2 separate regions of the Sus scrofa genome follow, and region 2 is linked to region 1. Evidence: chromatin contacts called from public Hi-C data. All regions are on one chromosome and are shown on one strand. Each heading gives the region's core, a stretch centred on a gene start, on an enhancer-like site or on the middle of the called end of the contact. The rest is flanking DNA. Distances are from core to core; before and after follow the strand shown.

Region 1 (7,678 bases), core at 1,457-3,956:
AAATTGAAATTGTTATGGAGAAGAGAAAGAGCCAGGAGATAATACAGACAAAAGCCACAAGGTTGTTAAAGTTGTCTAGCCAAACTGTACTTGAGGAGTTCCCCTTGTGGCTCAGCAGGTTAAGCACCGAACTAGTACCCATGAGGATGTGGGTTTGATCCCTGGCCTTGCTTAGTGGGTTAAAGGATCTGGCACTGCCACAAGCTGTGGCTTAGGCTGCAGGTGTAGCTTGGCTCTGGCGCTGCTGTGGCTGTGGTATAGGCTGGTGGCTATGGCTCTGATTTGACCCCTAGCCTGGGAATCTCCATATGTCCTGGGTGCAGCTCTAAAAAGAAAACAACAACAAAAAATTGTACTTGACTCTGATGCAGGTAAGGAAATATTTGTCCTTAAATAAGCTGTCATGAGTCATTTTAGGGTAAGGGTCTCAATAAGCAGATAGGCTGTCAGGACTTATGGTAAGGGTTGAGTAAGTATCCAGAATTTCTGGCAGATGTCCTGAATGTGTACTTTAAGACAGAAAATGGTTAGCTAATTTTCTTTTTCTTCTTTCTTATGGCTGCACCTGCTTCATATGGAACTTCCCAGGCTAGGGGCTGAATCGGAGTTGTAGCTGCAGGCCTAAGCCACAGCTATAACAACATGGGATCCCAGCTGCATCTGCGACCTATGCTGCAGCTTGTGGCAGCACTGGATCCTTGAACCACTGAGCGAAGCCAGGGATCAAACCTGCATCCTCACGGACACTATGGGGTTCTTAACCTGAGCCACAATGGGAAATTCCAGAAAGTGGTTAGCTTATAAGTGCATAACTCACCTTGTCCCAGTGGCCTCCTGGCTCCATTTTGGAGAGCTCTCTTACTAATGCCCACTCCATTTTGATTTTCCTTGCACATGGTCCAAGGGCTGACAGCTTCAGGAGGCATGGCAAAGGAAGCCCAGGTCACCAGGGTGATGACAGTGGCTTATTACTGGTGCTTTGCACACAGAAGAGGGAGAAGACCTGAAATGGTTTGGAAATAAGGTCATAGTAGACAAGGGATTCCACCAACATGGAGGAACAGCACAAAGGCTAGTTCTTTTTATAGACCTCCAAGTAGTCAATATGAATGGAGTCAGAAAAAGCTTTCTTACCTATAAAATAGGGACAGAAAGAATTCTCTCACCCCACAGAGGTCCTGTTGTGGTTCTTCAGATTAAGAACCTGACTAATATCCATGAGGACGTGGGTTCAATTCCTGGCCTCGCTCAGTGAGAGCTGTGGTATAGGTTGCAGATGAGGCGCGAATCCATGTTGCTGCATAGGCATCAGTGTAGACGGGCAGCTGAGCTCTGATTAGACCCCTGGCCTGGTAACTTACATATGCTGCAGGTGCAGCCCTAAAAAGAAAAGAAAAAAAATCCTTCCACCCTAGAGTTCCCGCTGTGATGTGGCAGGTGAAGCTGACTGTGGCAGCTTGGGTTGCTGCAGAGGCATGGGTTTGATCCCTGGCCAGATGCAGTGGGTTAAAGGATCCATCATTGCTGCAGCTCCAGCTCAGATAACAACAACAACAACAAAGAGTTCTTCCATCTTTACCATGCTCTGTAAGTAAGAACAGGACGAAGAATCTCATTTATCACCCAGTTACACAAAAGGTTAAGCCTCAACTCTGCAGTTGCCCCACTAACAGTTCACCCTAAGCGGAATTCAGGGTAGAGAAAAACTGGATGAAGCCTTCTGTGTTTTGGATACATGGCCCCTAGACAAAGATATGTATCTAAGGAAGAATTTCAATGACGCTAGATTCCTGCATCCTCCCATACTTGGGAAAGCACTAAAATCATTAACTTGAACTACCTGGGTTTTTTTGATGGTAAGTAGTCAAGATGTATGCTTGACTACATTTCATAGACCAAAAATTCATATACATACTGGCTCCTCCTCTATCTCTTGTAGAGTTCCAAAGAGCTGAGAGATTATTTCCCAGGCTATAGTCCCTAGTAACATCCCAGAATAAAACTGAAACTCACTGCTCTTACATTGTGCGTGTAGTCTTTTTTTCCTTCTTTTCACCTACATCAAGACACTTTACAGGTAGAGGAGAAACTAGAAAAGTGGAAGTCCTTTTTAAGTCAAGAAGGACTGCGGGGTTTCTGCGGGTCGCATGTTATCTGCGAGGCTAGGGCTCTATCTGGAGGAAACCTTGCCATCCATATGCATAACAACATCTAAGTCTGGGGGTCCGAAATTTGTAGTCCCGGGCCTGCGGGGTCTAAGGATGGACTAAAACGGGAGTCAGGAGCCCCCAGGTGCGTTTCCCTGTGGAGCCAGTATAGAGAAGGCACTCCCGAAATGAGGTCTCCGGAAGTGCGACTGCCTCCAGCCTCGTCCACGGCCACGTTCTTACTTCTGGGAAAAACAACAGGGTCATACCTACACCCACTTCTCAGATGCGCGGACAAACAAAAAAAACCTGAAAGAATGACCCAAACTCGGCTACACGGGCGGTACAAGTCGCGCAAAGCCTGTCGCCCGAGATTTGCGCACCCGGTCGCGGAGCATTGTGGGGCCGGTGGTCCAGGCTGGGGCGCGGCTTCCGGCCGCCGAAGCCGTAGAACCACATTTCCCAGCAAGGCCTGCGCCGCAGCGACGCGGATCTAGTACGTATGCTATCAGACTTCCGGTGGAGCCGGGGGCGGGTCTGTGGTGGAGGCTGGAGCGAGGCGGCGGGATGCAGCGCCCCGGGCCCTTCAGCACCCTCTACGGGCGGGTCCTGGCCCCGCTGCCCGGGCGGGCTGGGGGCGCGGCCTCTGGCGGAGGCGGGAACAGCTGGGGCGTCCTGGGTTCGCACGTGCAGCCTCCGGGACGCGCGCAGTTCGGCGTTGGCAGCACTAGTACCAGCAGTGGGGACGCTAACAGCGTCTGCCCGGCCCCCTCCACGATGTCCAAGGCCGAGGAGGCCAAGAAGCTGGCGGGCCGCGCGGCCGTGGAGAACCACGTGAGGGTAAGCAGCTCGGGGCATGGGGCGTCTGTGCTTGGCCTGAAGGGCTCCTGCTGAGCGTTCTGGGCACTGTCGGGCGCGACTAGTTCCTGGCACAGCGGGGGTTTCGGGAGAGGGCAGAGGGTGCGCACTTTACCCGGGTTTACATCTGTTTAAAGGCTTTTTAGATGTGGAATCATTTGTGGGCAAGTCCCGTAAAAGTTGAGCTATTGAAAGAACTCCTTGCCAGGGCAGATAACTGTTTGCAAAGTGGAGGCTGGTGGTGTCTGATGTTTGGAGTGGATTTAGGAGGGACTTAACCTGTGGCTTCCTTGTCAGATGGAGAGGTCGTCATTTCTCTTCACCGCCCTGGGAAGTAGGTGGGGAGCTGACTTGAAAGGTGTTTTGAAATTTTACCCGAAGGAGGAGCTTGATTCGGTGCGCCCTTGTTCCTGAATGTACTCGCGGGAGGGAAGTGGAGACCGAGCATAAGGGGAAACTCGGGGCTTTAAACTTCCTCCCTTTGACAGGGCCCGAGTGGACACTTGAAAGCCTAGAGGACCCTGTTCTTTAGGGCGGGAGTGTGGAGATGTTTAGCTGTTTCTTGGTGAGGTCATGGCCCCACTTGTTTGCTAAGTGACGGGTGTGGTTCTCTTGGTGGAGTCTTTTAACCTAAGTGGATTTGCTGTCAACAATGAGGTTAATTATCTTAATTATAAGACTTCGGGAGCCCAGAGGCAAGTGGAGTATCTCTATCCTTAGGTGGAGTTTCCTTGGCTTTATTGGCTTTTTGTCTTTTCTGCTTCTTGGAAAGAGGTATCAGATTCCCTTTTCTCTAATGGTGGTTCTTTATTCTTTGCATTTGATAATGCTTTAGTGTACAAGATTATTTTGCCTAGATGTTCCATCCTCCCACAGCCTGGCTAAATGGGAGGGGCCTGCCCTGTAGGAGGAATGACCAAGGAACTTACAGGACCCAAACCCTGTGGCTCCTGTTCTAGTGCCCTTCCACCACTCCCACGGCCACCCTGTTATGGTGTAATAATCTGGTTAGCAATAGGATTTTCTGTGGGAGTTCACAGAGATAATGTGAAATGTGTAACCTGGTTCTGCTTTTGGGTTTCAGTGCCTCAGCTGCAAAATGGGGACCATAAGCTGAAATTTCGAAATGCCTGGATAAAGTGAGTGGTAATGGATAAATGAAGTCTATATAGATAGGCAAGTTCCATATATTAGATTTCTTATTAACCTGTTTACATTACCATTTGGTAGCATGTATCTCTCTGACTGTAGTTTTGTTATTATGTATTTGGTTAAATAAAAATTTGCAAGTCCCCTCCTCAGGCCAGAGCCCCACAACACTGGATTCCAGCCACATTCCCCGAAGTTCCAGGCGATCCTGGGGAGAGCTTTACTGGTCGTTTGGGGGCAGTCTCAGTTACACTCACTTTCCTTTGCAAACTTCTTTCCTGAGATGCCAGTATTACTTGAATTTTGTATGTTCTGTCTTCAGCATTGATTCATTCACTTCATTCCTGTGCTTGGTATTTGTTGAGTGTGTCAAGCAGTTGATGTGGTGGCCAGAAATGTGGCTAAAGGAGGGAGGAGGGCAGGCTGGTCCCGAATATTTTGCAAACAAGATAATTTAATTCAAAGCCTTTCATTTATTGAGTATAATCATGTACCTAATTGTCAAGGTTTAGCTGCCCTCACCAGAGGATATCCTTTTTTTCATCTAAGGCCAAGTTTTCCTCTAGCACTTCGTGTCTTGAAATTATGTACTCATTACCCAACTCAGGCTTGGCTGCTGACCCCTGGAAAGACAAGTGTTGGTTGTAAAGAAAGGGTTGTTTTGTTCTGGATGCTGGCAACCTGGGGAGGAGGACTCCCAGAACCAAGTCCCAAGTTTCTGCTTGGCCAGGAAAGTTTTTTAAGGGAGAAAGGGGAAGTTAATTGCAGGTAATCATTTGGGGGGGGGTCAGAGTCTTATTTTCCACTGTGGGCAGACTTTCCTTAGATTGGTTGATGGTGAGCTAATAACGGCAGTATTGCAAGACCCTCCTGCTCAGCCTGAAGTTACCATCCTTCACCTGAGTGGAGGCCTTAGATCCTGCGGAAGAATTCCAGAATAAGTTATGTATATTTTCTGGACCTGGCACTATTGTTTCTGGACTGTTCCTCCTTGGTTTCTGCATTTCCTCCCTTCCCTGATTAGCAATTGTTTGAATCTGCCCTTTGGAACTCAGGGAAGATCTGGGAAGCAGAATGAAGCCTACTTCCTGCAAACCAGAAGGAGCGGATGTGGAAAGGATTTGTACCCAGGAGGGCCCCGAAAGATCCTGCTCAGTTTCATACTCATGTTAGTGTTCGTTTATGGAGGTAGGTTGTACTGGGTCCTTTTGGTTCCACCTTTGGATACCCTGAGAACGGACCCTTCCTGTTGATTTATCAACTTCCTAGGTTATGCTCTCTCTGTGGCCAGACGACTGCAGTTGCCCTTTTCTTGTCCCCTCTGTCGACCACCCAAATGGTGCTTTAGCATCTTCTGAAGCTTTCATCTGCCCTTGTCACAGTGCCCCTCAGGTGGCTTCATCCCCACCTCCATAGGACACATGGAGAACAGCTGGTAAAAGCCAGGTGCCGAGCCATTTGGAGTGGATACACAGACTGGTTCTTAAGCCCACATTCTTGTTCCCTTCTGTGCTCTCTTCTCATGGAGCGTGAGTTTTAATATTACTACCTTCACCTAGAATGCTCTTTCTTGTCCACTGCTTTTGCCTGTGAAAATCATATATATCCTTCAGAATTTGGTTCCAAGGCCATTTCTTCCTCAAAGTTCTTCCTTGGATTTGTAGGGAGAGGAATTATCCTTTAATTCTGTAGCACTCTGTCTGTACCTCTTCGGTGCCTTATGCTGGTGTCTTTATGTTCTAGTTGTGTGTGTGTGTCTGTCTGTGTCTGTCTCCGTCTCCCAGTCCCTTGAAGAGTAAGCTTCCAGATGTAGTTAACTTTATATTCATTCAGTGTTGGTCACAGTGGGGCCAGGCCAGTAAATGTTGAATGAATTGTGTGGAGTGTGGACACAAATATGGGGGTGTGGGATGAATCTCTGGGGTCTAGCCAAGGAAGGAGCCTTGCACAGAGCCTGTGTGACTTGCCGAGTTCATCTGTGTGCCACCTGCCTGCTGGGTGACATGAGTGTATGGCAGATGAGGTAATGAGTGACCTGGCAGTTGAATTACTGTGTAGCTAAGAGTGTTCAGCCTCAGCTCAGGTGTGAAGTCAGGCTGAGCCTATCTAGTCAGGGCACATTCTTGTTTTCTGATATTCAGCTGTTTTGCATTGTGACATAGCACTCCTGGTCTTGAAGACCTTGCTGTTGAGGTTTGCCTTGTTTTGCTGCTTCAGTGGCTGTTGGAAGCCTGGGCATCTGGAGGGCATCTGACAGGTGGAGTCTGGACCTAGCACAAGCTCTCTTTTAAGACCCCTTGGTGTTATTTGGTGATTTTGGAACTTTGAGCTGGTAAAAGTGATTTCCGCCAGGTCAGGACCACAGAGCTTGATGGGCCAAGCCCTCACTAGGTAGGGGAAGCCTAGTTAGAAGGGGGGACATTAGCATTTGATTCTTTCTTTTTGGTAACTCCCTCCACCTGTTAGTCATTCGTGCCAGTCTTTTTCTAGAGATGTAGTTTCACTTGATTTGAGAAGGACCCTATTAGCTGCAGGGACTGTGGGCTTACCGTGGATATTCCTGTGGCCTTTGTTCTGGAGGCTGAGGGGTTTTGGCCGTAGCTCTCAGCTTGTCTTGAGGGACCTCCAGGACTTTTCGTCCTCTGACAAAGGAAGTTTCACATGGGCTTCCCTTTTGCCCAATGCGTTCATTGTGATCAGTTGCTGCAACACTGAGAAATTTGAAACGAAGTATTTCAGCAAATTGATCTTCCAGGAATTGTTTATTCAGAATTAAGTTATGTAGGGAGGCAATTGACATTGTTAAAAGATGACTTTCTTTTAAAGGTAAAATCATAGTACTTATATAGATATAGAATAAACATATATCAGATTTTTTTGACTCATTAAATTAATAAAGGAACTAGAAAAGATGTTGTTAACTGTTCACCAGAAAAATCCAAAAACCATGACATTAGATGCATTTGAGAAATATTAAAATAAATTTACAAGCGCTGTGGAGTAATCAGTTGGGGTTCACAAATCAATTTGCATTTTTGTGGAAAAGACTTTGCAAAGCCACAAACCCCTGTACCATCAGATATTGCCTGCAGACTCCAGCCTTTCATTGAAAGGATATCTAATAATCTCCTGTTCATTTCAAAGTCTTAATTTTTTCTTTAGGGTGTTGAGTTCCTCTCTAAAGTGGGGATAAGGGCCTTGAAGTCACAAGGGATAGATTTGACTTACATTAACACTTACAAATCTTTTTGGTAGGGCTTAATAAATGGTAGCATCTGCTTTGGTTTGTAGCTCTTTTGCCCTGAACAGACCAGAGATCACTCCCAGGAAGCTGCTTAGGAACCGAGGTCTGTGTTAGTTCCTGATTGTCCCCTGACCTTGTTTTGCTGCTTGTGGTTTAACTGACCCTGGCAGGGCCCCTGCTCTGCCCCCGGTTTGATCCTGGCTACCTTCCCCCCTGTCTTAAGATGACAGGCTCTGTGGTGTGATGCCTGTTTCTTGTCCTTTGTACTCACAGAGTGGCT
Region 2 (7,678 bases), core at 1,536-4,035, 200 kb before region 1:
CATTGGCTGAAAGGGGACAATACCTGCCCCTAAAAATACTCCACTGGAAAGAGGCGACCTCAAATACACAACCTTCTGCCTTGCAAGGCATCTCTTTGGAGTACCAGGAAGCTCCATGCACCCTCCTCACCTAGGGCAGGAGGTGCCCCCTTGTCTCTTCCAAGCTTTTCCTTCACTCCGCTAACTTCAGAGATCAGGGCCACATTTGATGCTCGCAATGCCAGCCTTCTGCTTAGATAATTTCCCTCACTATCTAGCACAATGGGAGTAAAAAAGATCTATCATCTAGGAGGATTTTATCTCCCAACAGCTTTTTTTTTTCACATCCAGTAAAAAGAATCTTTGGCATCTGAAAGTACTGTAAAGCCCTTATCTTGGAGTGAGTTCTCCGCCTGGATAATGTTATTCCTCACGGGTCTTTTTTTTCAGCCAGAGAAACTGAGGGACAGATTGGCTAGTAACCTTCCATCTTCCCAGGCATCGATGGTAGGGGCCAGAGGTTTAAGCAGGTTGGCTCTGGACTCAGTATCTTTTTTCTTTTTTCTTTTTTTTTGCTCTTTCGGGCTACACCTGCAGCATATGGAAGTTCCCAGACCAGGGGTCGAATGGGAACTGCAGCTGTTGGCCACAGCCACAGCAACACAGGATCCAACCTACACCACGGCTCAACCCACTGAGTAAGGCTAGGGATGGAACCCACATCCTCATGGATACTAGTTGGGTTCGTTATCGTTGAGCCACAACAGGAACTCCCTGGACTCAGCATACTTGACCACTGTATTGCTCTGCTTCCACACTTCCACATTAGCACACTTCTTCACATCCATTACCTCCACCAACACATTTTCTGCAAGGAGTTGAACAACTATCTAAATAATCATCTAAATAATATCATGGAACAACTATCAATACCTACACCTCTCAGGTTATTTCCATTGTGTCACCTCAAGCCCTTTGACAAAAGGCATAGCTAGAGATCCTTGACTTTTTAGGAAATCCAGAACTATGCAGGGAAATTTCCATGATCATCTTTGATAATTTAGAGGCCAAATATGGAAGATGCATCTTCTAGAACTGCACTCCTTGTCCAGTACAGTAATCACTCACCACACTTGGCCTTTGGGCATCTGAAAAGTTGCTAGTTCCAAATGAGATGCGGTGTAAAACACACACACAGAATTTTGAAGACTTAGAATCATGTCAAGTATCTCACTAGTAATTTTTTTATATTTGTTAAATGCTGAAACAATTACCTCCAAAAAATTAGAAATTATTTCACCAGGTTCTTTTTACTTTTTTCACGTGGCTTCTAGAAAATTTACAATCATTATGTGGTTTATATTGTATTTCATCTGGAAAGCCCTGCTCTAGAATAACTTTAGGTACAAATACTCCAGAGCAGTTACATAATTTACACAAAGTCTTGGCTTTCTGTGGAGTCCAAATGCAACAGTTTTATTTCTCTTCTCTTTTTCTGCTCACAACTCTTCCCCCACCTCCCTTGTCCTGGGCTCCTTCTGCAAACCTGCAGGAGGGCTGTTTCTCTCATTGTTGAACTTGTCTCTACCTCATCCCTCAACTAAGAGGGAAAGCCCTCCTCAGCTTAGATCAGAACGAAGTCTACTTGGGATTTTCATGTCGGCACTTCTAAAACAGTTAAAGTTCCCAAACCACAATGCGCAGGACCCCTCGGCTCCGGTCTCAGGACGCCTGTGCCACCACCTTCGAATTCTCCCTCTCCAGGTAGGCGCAGGTCTCGGTTAAGAAGCGCACGGGGAGTCTCTCGCGAACCCGAGGCAGGAGAGGTGCATCGCCGGACAGCTGGAGTGTCCGGCTGCTCTAACGCTTGGTCTCCCCCCACCTCTCTCGTGAAAAGTGATGGGATTCTCAGCTCATCCCAATCTCTTTATAGCCGTCCCTTATCTGAGAACTCGTCCCGTGCACTTTTTTTCCTAATCTACCTCCCTATTCCTAATTGACCCTCCCTTCCAAAGGCCTGATGAACAGCCAGGGGAAGATTCAAGGCTTTTTCCATTTTCCCTAACTCACCAGCCGCTGTGGGAGGCGGGAATGGGTGAGGGACCCGCCGGCAAGCACTTGTCTGCCCTTACCTGGGTCGTCCTCGTCGCGGGGCACCTTCTTGAAGCAGTCATTGAGCGACAGGTTGTGGCGGATGGAGTTCTGCCAGCCGGCCTTGCTGCGCTGGTAGAAGGGGAAACTGTCGGCCACGAACTGGTAGATATGGCTGAGCGTGAGCTTGCGCTCGGGCGCGCTCTGGATGGCCATGGCGATGAGCGCCGAGTACGAGTAGGGTGGCCGCACCATCTTCATCAGATCCTCGCGGCTGGCCATGGACAGCCAGCCCAGCTCCCCGGGCGCCGCGGGCCCCGCGGGCGAGGCGGGCGCGGCGGACGCGGATTGCGCGAAGGGCCGCTGCGCGCAGCCGAAGGTGCTGGCGGCGGTCGGCGGCTGCAGGAAGGGACCCGGCGCGCCCCCGGGGGGCGGCGGCGGCGGCGGGGGGGCGCCTAGGTACGCGGCGGCAGCGGCGGCGGCGGCGGGGGGACCGCCCACCGCCGGCCCGTTGAGCCACAGGTAGGGGTTGGCGGCGGCAGCCGGCGGTGCGGCGTAGTCGGTCAGTCCGTAGGGCGCTCGAGAGGGCGGAGGGGCGCCCGGGGCAGTGGCGGCGGTGGCCGGGGGCAGGCCGGGCTGAGAGTACACGCCGAAGTTGTCGCCGCAGTAGAGAGCCATGTCGGTGGCCGTCGGCGGGTGCGGCGCGGCGGCGGCGAGGGGCGAGCGGGGCTGATCTCGCCGCTCGGGCGAGAGCATCCCTTTGGGGGCCAACCCTGCGGCCCCGCCTCAGCCCTCACTTGGCGACCGGTGTCCGGGACGGGGGAGCAGGAGGAAGGCGGGCCGGTGCACGCGGAGCGCCGGCGAGCCGGCTTCTTATAACCGTCCGCTGCGCGTCTCCTCCCGGGCTGGTCCCGGGGCTGGGCGGCGGCCCGCGGGCCCCGGCTCTCCACGCCCCCGCCACGCCCCACCTGCCCGCGCGTCCCGGCAAAGAGCGCGGAAACCTCGCGCCGCCCGCCGTGCCCGCCCCGCCCCTGCGGCCCCTCCTCGCTCCCCGGGCGGAGGGAACCGGGGCGGCTGGAGCCTCCAGAATTCAGGAGAACGGCTCCCCATTCCTAACCATCGCGTTCTCAACACGATAACGAAATAAAATAACAAATATCAAAACAAAGAGAAGATTACCAAAACAGTACAACTATTTTCGAAAAAGTGTAAGTTCACTTTGGTGGCCGCCTTGGCCACCTGCCGAGCCCCCTTTGGTATTTCGACCTCGAGCTTCTACACCTTTTGTGATCGAGTTGCAGGATTCACGTCCGGTCTCGACTGATCGGCTCCCAGTCGAAAATAATAGACGTGATTTACAAGTCTTTGGGGGCACAGGATAGATACCGAGGAGCATCCCTTCTCCTAGGGGATTCTTGGAAGGGAGGGACTGAAATTGGTTTTTAATTTCTCTAACCACGTCTCTAAACATAACGTTAGGTTCGTGTGCATTCGGGAAGCGTCTGTTCATATTAGGTTCCGTTTGCACAGTCTTTTCGTGTGATTTGTTGCCTTCCAAACCGAAGAGTGAACATTTTCAAAGACATTTAAATAAGTGGGTTCGGAATTAGCATTTTAAAGCCAACTGTAATTTAAACTGTGCAAGAAGGGCTCATTTTCAAAAAACGGTCTTAACGAATTTTGGCTTAAGACTTGCCCTCTTCTGTTTTGTAAGTTTTCAAATGCGGCTCCTGCCTGGAAAAACAAACAAAACCAGTAAAATACTGTTGCGACCCCACATGCCACGCAATCATTATATATTGGCTCCGAACAATAAGAAAAGTGTTTTCTTTTACAATTAAAACGATTCCGAAGTACGTTCTTAACAAGTGACAGGTCTGCGATTCTTGTTTAATGGAGAGGGGAGGGGGAAAAGGATTTTTTTCTATTTGCAATTGCAGACTGAAGGTCAAAATATTTAAAAATTCGGAAACTTCCCCCACCCCCGCCCGGCATTTGGTTTCACGGCAAAGTTAGTTATGTGCTTTCAGGAAAATGATCGTCTTCTATTATCTCACTCCTTTGAAAACGCAATCCAAGTATATTTAACTAGCAAATTTTGGTATCTAAAATGCAAATTACACTTCAAATGTAACATTTTCTTCGTCTTTCCCGTAACCAGAAAGGAATTCTTGTCCCACAATTTCTTTCAGTCTCCTCGGAAATGATATAGACTGGAAATAGCCCTTGCCTTAGTTGTATTTTGAGATGTTTCCTAATTTAGATAAGCAGGTGCTTTTGTTTTCCTTCCCAAATAACCCAAACAAGGTTATTTGGTTTTGTTATTTCTCTTGGGATGTTAACAAGGATGACAGCTATAAGCTAGGAAATTGGAAAGCCATTTTTAATGTTACAGTGCCCACATCCAATTTTTTTCTTAAATTTCAAGTCTAAACTACAAAGTCCAAAAGAAAAGCTGGCAAACTAGGTGGTAATAAATGAGGAAAAATTTGAAACCATCTCCCCCTTAGTAATTGATGTCCTTAAGAATATAATACAATGCCATCCCTTATTTTTTTTTTTTTAGCAAGTTGCTTACCCATACATACTTTGCAGTTTTTGCAGATTTTTTCTTTTTTTTAGATTAACTCTTAACCCTTTAACTCCAAAATATTCTGTATGAGAGGCCATGATTGCAGTTTATTGTTTCTTGCTTTGGTTAAAAGTCCTGCCAAGTAGAGATATTTTGTTCCTTAACTATACCTTATCATTAGTGGACTTTAATTTTATTTAAAAATGATAGAGCCATCTAGTGGCTCTTTGCCTCTGTTACAGCATATATTCAGGTGAATATATTCAGTGTATATTCTGTGAGGGGGACACCCTCTCTAGGGGTTTGGAAGTTATACTTTTTTCTGTCTGTTTTTAAATCACATATTAATAAGGTTAAAGCTATCATTGACCATAGTCTGGATTTTTAATATCAAGATTAAAATATTTTAAAACCCTGTTTTAAAAACAATTAACAAATTTAAAAAGCATTTGGTGCCCTTAAAAAAATAATAATAATAAAAACTGTGCTTAAGAGAGTTCCTACTGTGGCTCGTTGGTAGTGAGCCCAACTAGTATCCATGGGGATGTGGGTTCAATTCCTGGCCTCAGCTCTTGGATCTGTCATTGCTGTGGCTGTGGTGTAGGCTGGTAGCCGCAGCTCTGATTCGACTCCTGGCCTGGGAACTTCCATGTGCTGCAGGCGCAGCCCTAAACAAACACAAACAGCAACAACAACAAAAGAAGTCAGAGTCAGACAAAAACAAACTCTTGTGCAAGTGGAAGAGGAAAAGGAACCAGAGGAGGTGAGACCAGAAAGGAAGAAAACCCAAATTGTAATCAGAGAATATGGTTTTTGGAAAAATGAGGTGAGAATAACTCTATCACATAGGCCAAAATATGGAGGATTAATTCATGCATTTATTGTCATGAGGAAGAAAGGATGGCTTACTGAAGCAAAGATGTTGAGTCAGTAGGAGTTGGGCCCATTCCTTACTTTCTTTTTTTTTTTCTTTTTTTCTTTTTCTTTTTCTTTTTTTTTTTTTTTTTTGTCTTTTCTAGGACCGCTCCTGCGGCATATGGAGGTTCGCAGGCTAAGGGTCCAATCGGAGCTGTAGTCGCTGGCCTACTCCAGAGCCACAGCAATGCCGGATCCGAGCAGCATCTTCGACCTACACCACAGCTCATGGAAATGCCGGATCCTTAACCCACTGAGCAAGGCCAGGGATTGAACCTGCAACCTCATGGTTCCTAGTCAGATTCATTAACCACTGTGCCACGACGGGAACTCCCCATTCCTTACTTTTAACAACTTCTGACCACTTAATTGGTTCTCATTTTAGGGCTGGTAGTGTCTTTAGCAAGGGTCATAAACAAGTGCCTCTGTCCCCTCCCAGTCCACACCTCAAGGTCACCATATCTCAAAGGCTGTGACTTGCAGATTGAAGCAGAGCTCAGGGATGCTGTTCATTTGCTCCTGTGACAAACATATCGGGCTCTGCTTACTGAGTCCAAGTGCTGGTCGGAAACTGAGGCAGCTCTTTCCCCCAGGAAAGCAAGTTTTCCACCAACTTGACATCTGTCTTCTTTTTTTTTTTTTTTTGCCTTTTTGTCTTTTTAGGGCCATACCCATGGCACATGGAGGTTCCCAGGCTAGGGGTCCAATCGGAGCTGTAGCTGCCGGCCTACACCACAGCCACAGCAACGCGGGATCTGAGCCACATCTGCGACCTACACCACAGCTCACCGCAACACTGGATCCTTAACTCACTGAGTAAGGCCAGGGATCAAACCCTCAACCTCATGGTTCCTAGTCGGATTCGTTTCCACTGCGCCATGACGGGAACTCCATGACATCTGTCTTCTGTTCCAAGAATACACTGCCCTTGTAAGCCCTTCATGTTGATGTTGGTCAAGTTGCCCCTGATGGCCCCTCTTCGCAGACACTCGGGAGTCCAGGAGGACTGGAGAGAGCTGTAAATACTGGGGGAAGAGGACCAAGCCCATGAGGTTCCAAAGCAGGTGCACGGCCCAGGGACCACCTGGGCACAAGCCAGTGCCCCCCAAAGGCTCCTGACCGTCTTCCCACATCAGGCATTTGGTTCAGGACATGGAGCATTAAAAGATGAATCCTTAGGCTGAGGCCTTTTGAAGAGACCACAGAAGTTCCATGTACTTAATCCAGAAAAATAAGAGAAAAATAATCAGCCAAGACAATGGTGACCCGGCAACCCCTTTGAGCAAAGTTATTAATAGTCACTCCCCTGCTTGACCCTTACACATCTTGCTGCTGCCTCACTCTCCCCTCCCTGGTTCTCTGGAATGCTTCCTGGCCTCCGGCTCGAGCTGATTAGCCCCATTCTTGAGCTTCCTCAGCTAACTTCTCAGACCCTTCCTTCTGCTCCAGATCAGCTCCCAGAGTGCCCAGCCTTTCGAGGACAACTTGCCTTGCAGGACCTGCACTGACTATATCCTGGCTCCTCCAGGAATCTCCCATGGTGTCCTAAGCCCATCTCAACTGCAGGGTGTATTTTCCCCAGCTCCTCCCTTCTCAGAGCAAAAAGCCCTCAAGCCCTTCTTTCTTGCTGAATGGCTCCAGCATCCACTTGAACGGCACGTCCAAGTCTCTGAATCCACATTTCCAACAGCCCAGTTCTCTCCGGTTCATCCACCTGCTATCCTGAGTGTTCTTCCAGGATGGGAACTATGTCTCTCGGGGCTCATTTTTTTTTAAAATCACTTACAATTAAGGAATGTATAGTAAATGCCTGGCACAGTGCTGAGCACCGTACGTGCATTATCTCGTTTACTTCTCACAGCAATTCTGTGAGATAAGAACTGTTGGGCCACATTCTACAGATGAAGCAACAGAGAATGAGGTTACAGTCATTTGACTGCGGAGCTCCCAACTTCTTTCTCAGTGTGCAGCCAGGATTCAAGGCCAGGCAGTCCAGCTGTGGACCCCACGCTGGGAGCCCTCGGCTCCAGTTGCCTCCTCCAGTCTTTCCCCAGTGCCTGATTTAATCATCAGCTGTTGCCTGAGTGAGTTAAAAAGTTTAAAAGCATTAAATGATGTCGG

The links. A called contact is a pair of places that touch in the nucleus more often than the background predicts.
Region 2: a Hi-C map of psoas muscle shows a contact between it and region 1, with 2.1 times the contacts expected there. The contact joins the promoter of FOXI3 here to the promoter of RPIA in region 1. A contact is called at or near these places in 2 of 47 Hi-C or Micro-C datasets (embryonic fibroblasts and psoas muscle).

The regions. Positions count from the first base shown.
Region 1 is chr3:57,381,937-57,389,614 of Sscrofa11.1, reverse strand. RPIA (ribose 5-phosphate isomerase A) reads left to right here and starts at 2,706. Exons shown (of 9, transcript NM_001097495.1): 1 at 2,706-2,987. The coding sequence starts at 2,715. It overlaps LOC102164763 (a long non-coding RNA gene), which reads right to left and starts at 2,521. Exons shown (of 5, transcript XR_001306050.2): 1 at 2,417-2,521; 2 at 1,135-1,585; 3 at 818-1,003.
Region 2 is chr3:57,581,776-57,589,453 of Sscrofa11.1, reverse strand. FOXI3 (forkhead box protein I3) reads right to left here and starts at 2,785. Exons shown (of 3, transcript XM_021088419.1): 1 at 2,112-2,785. The coding sequence starts at 2,748.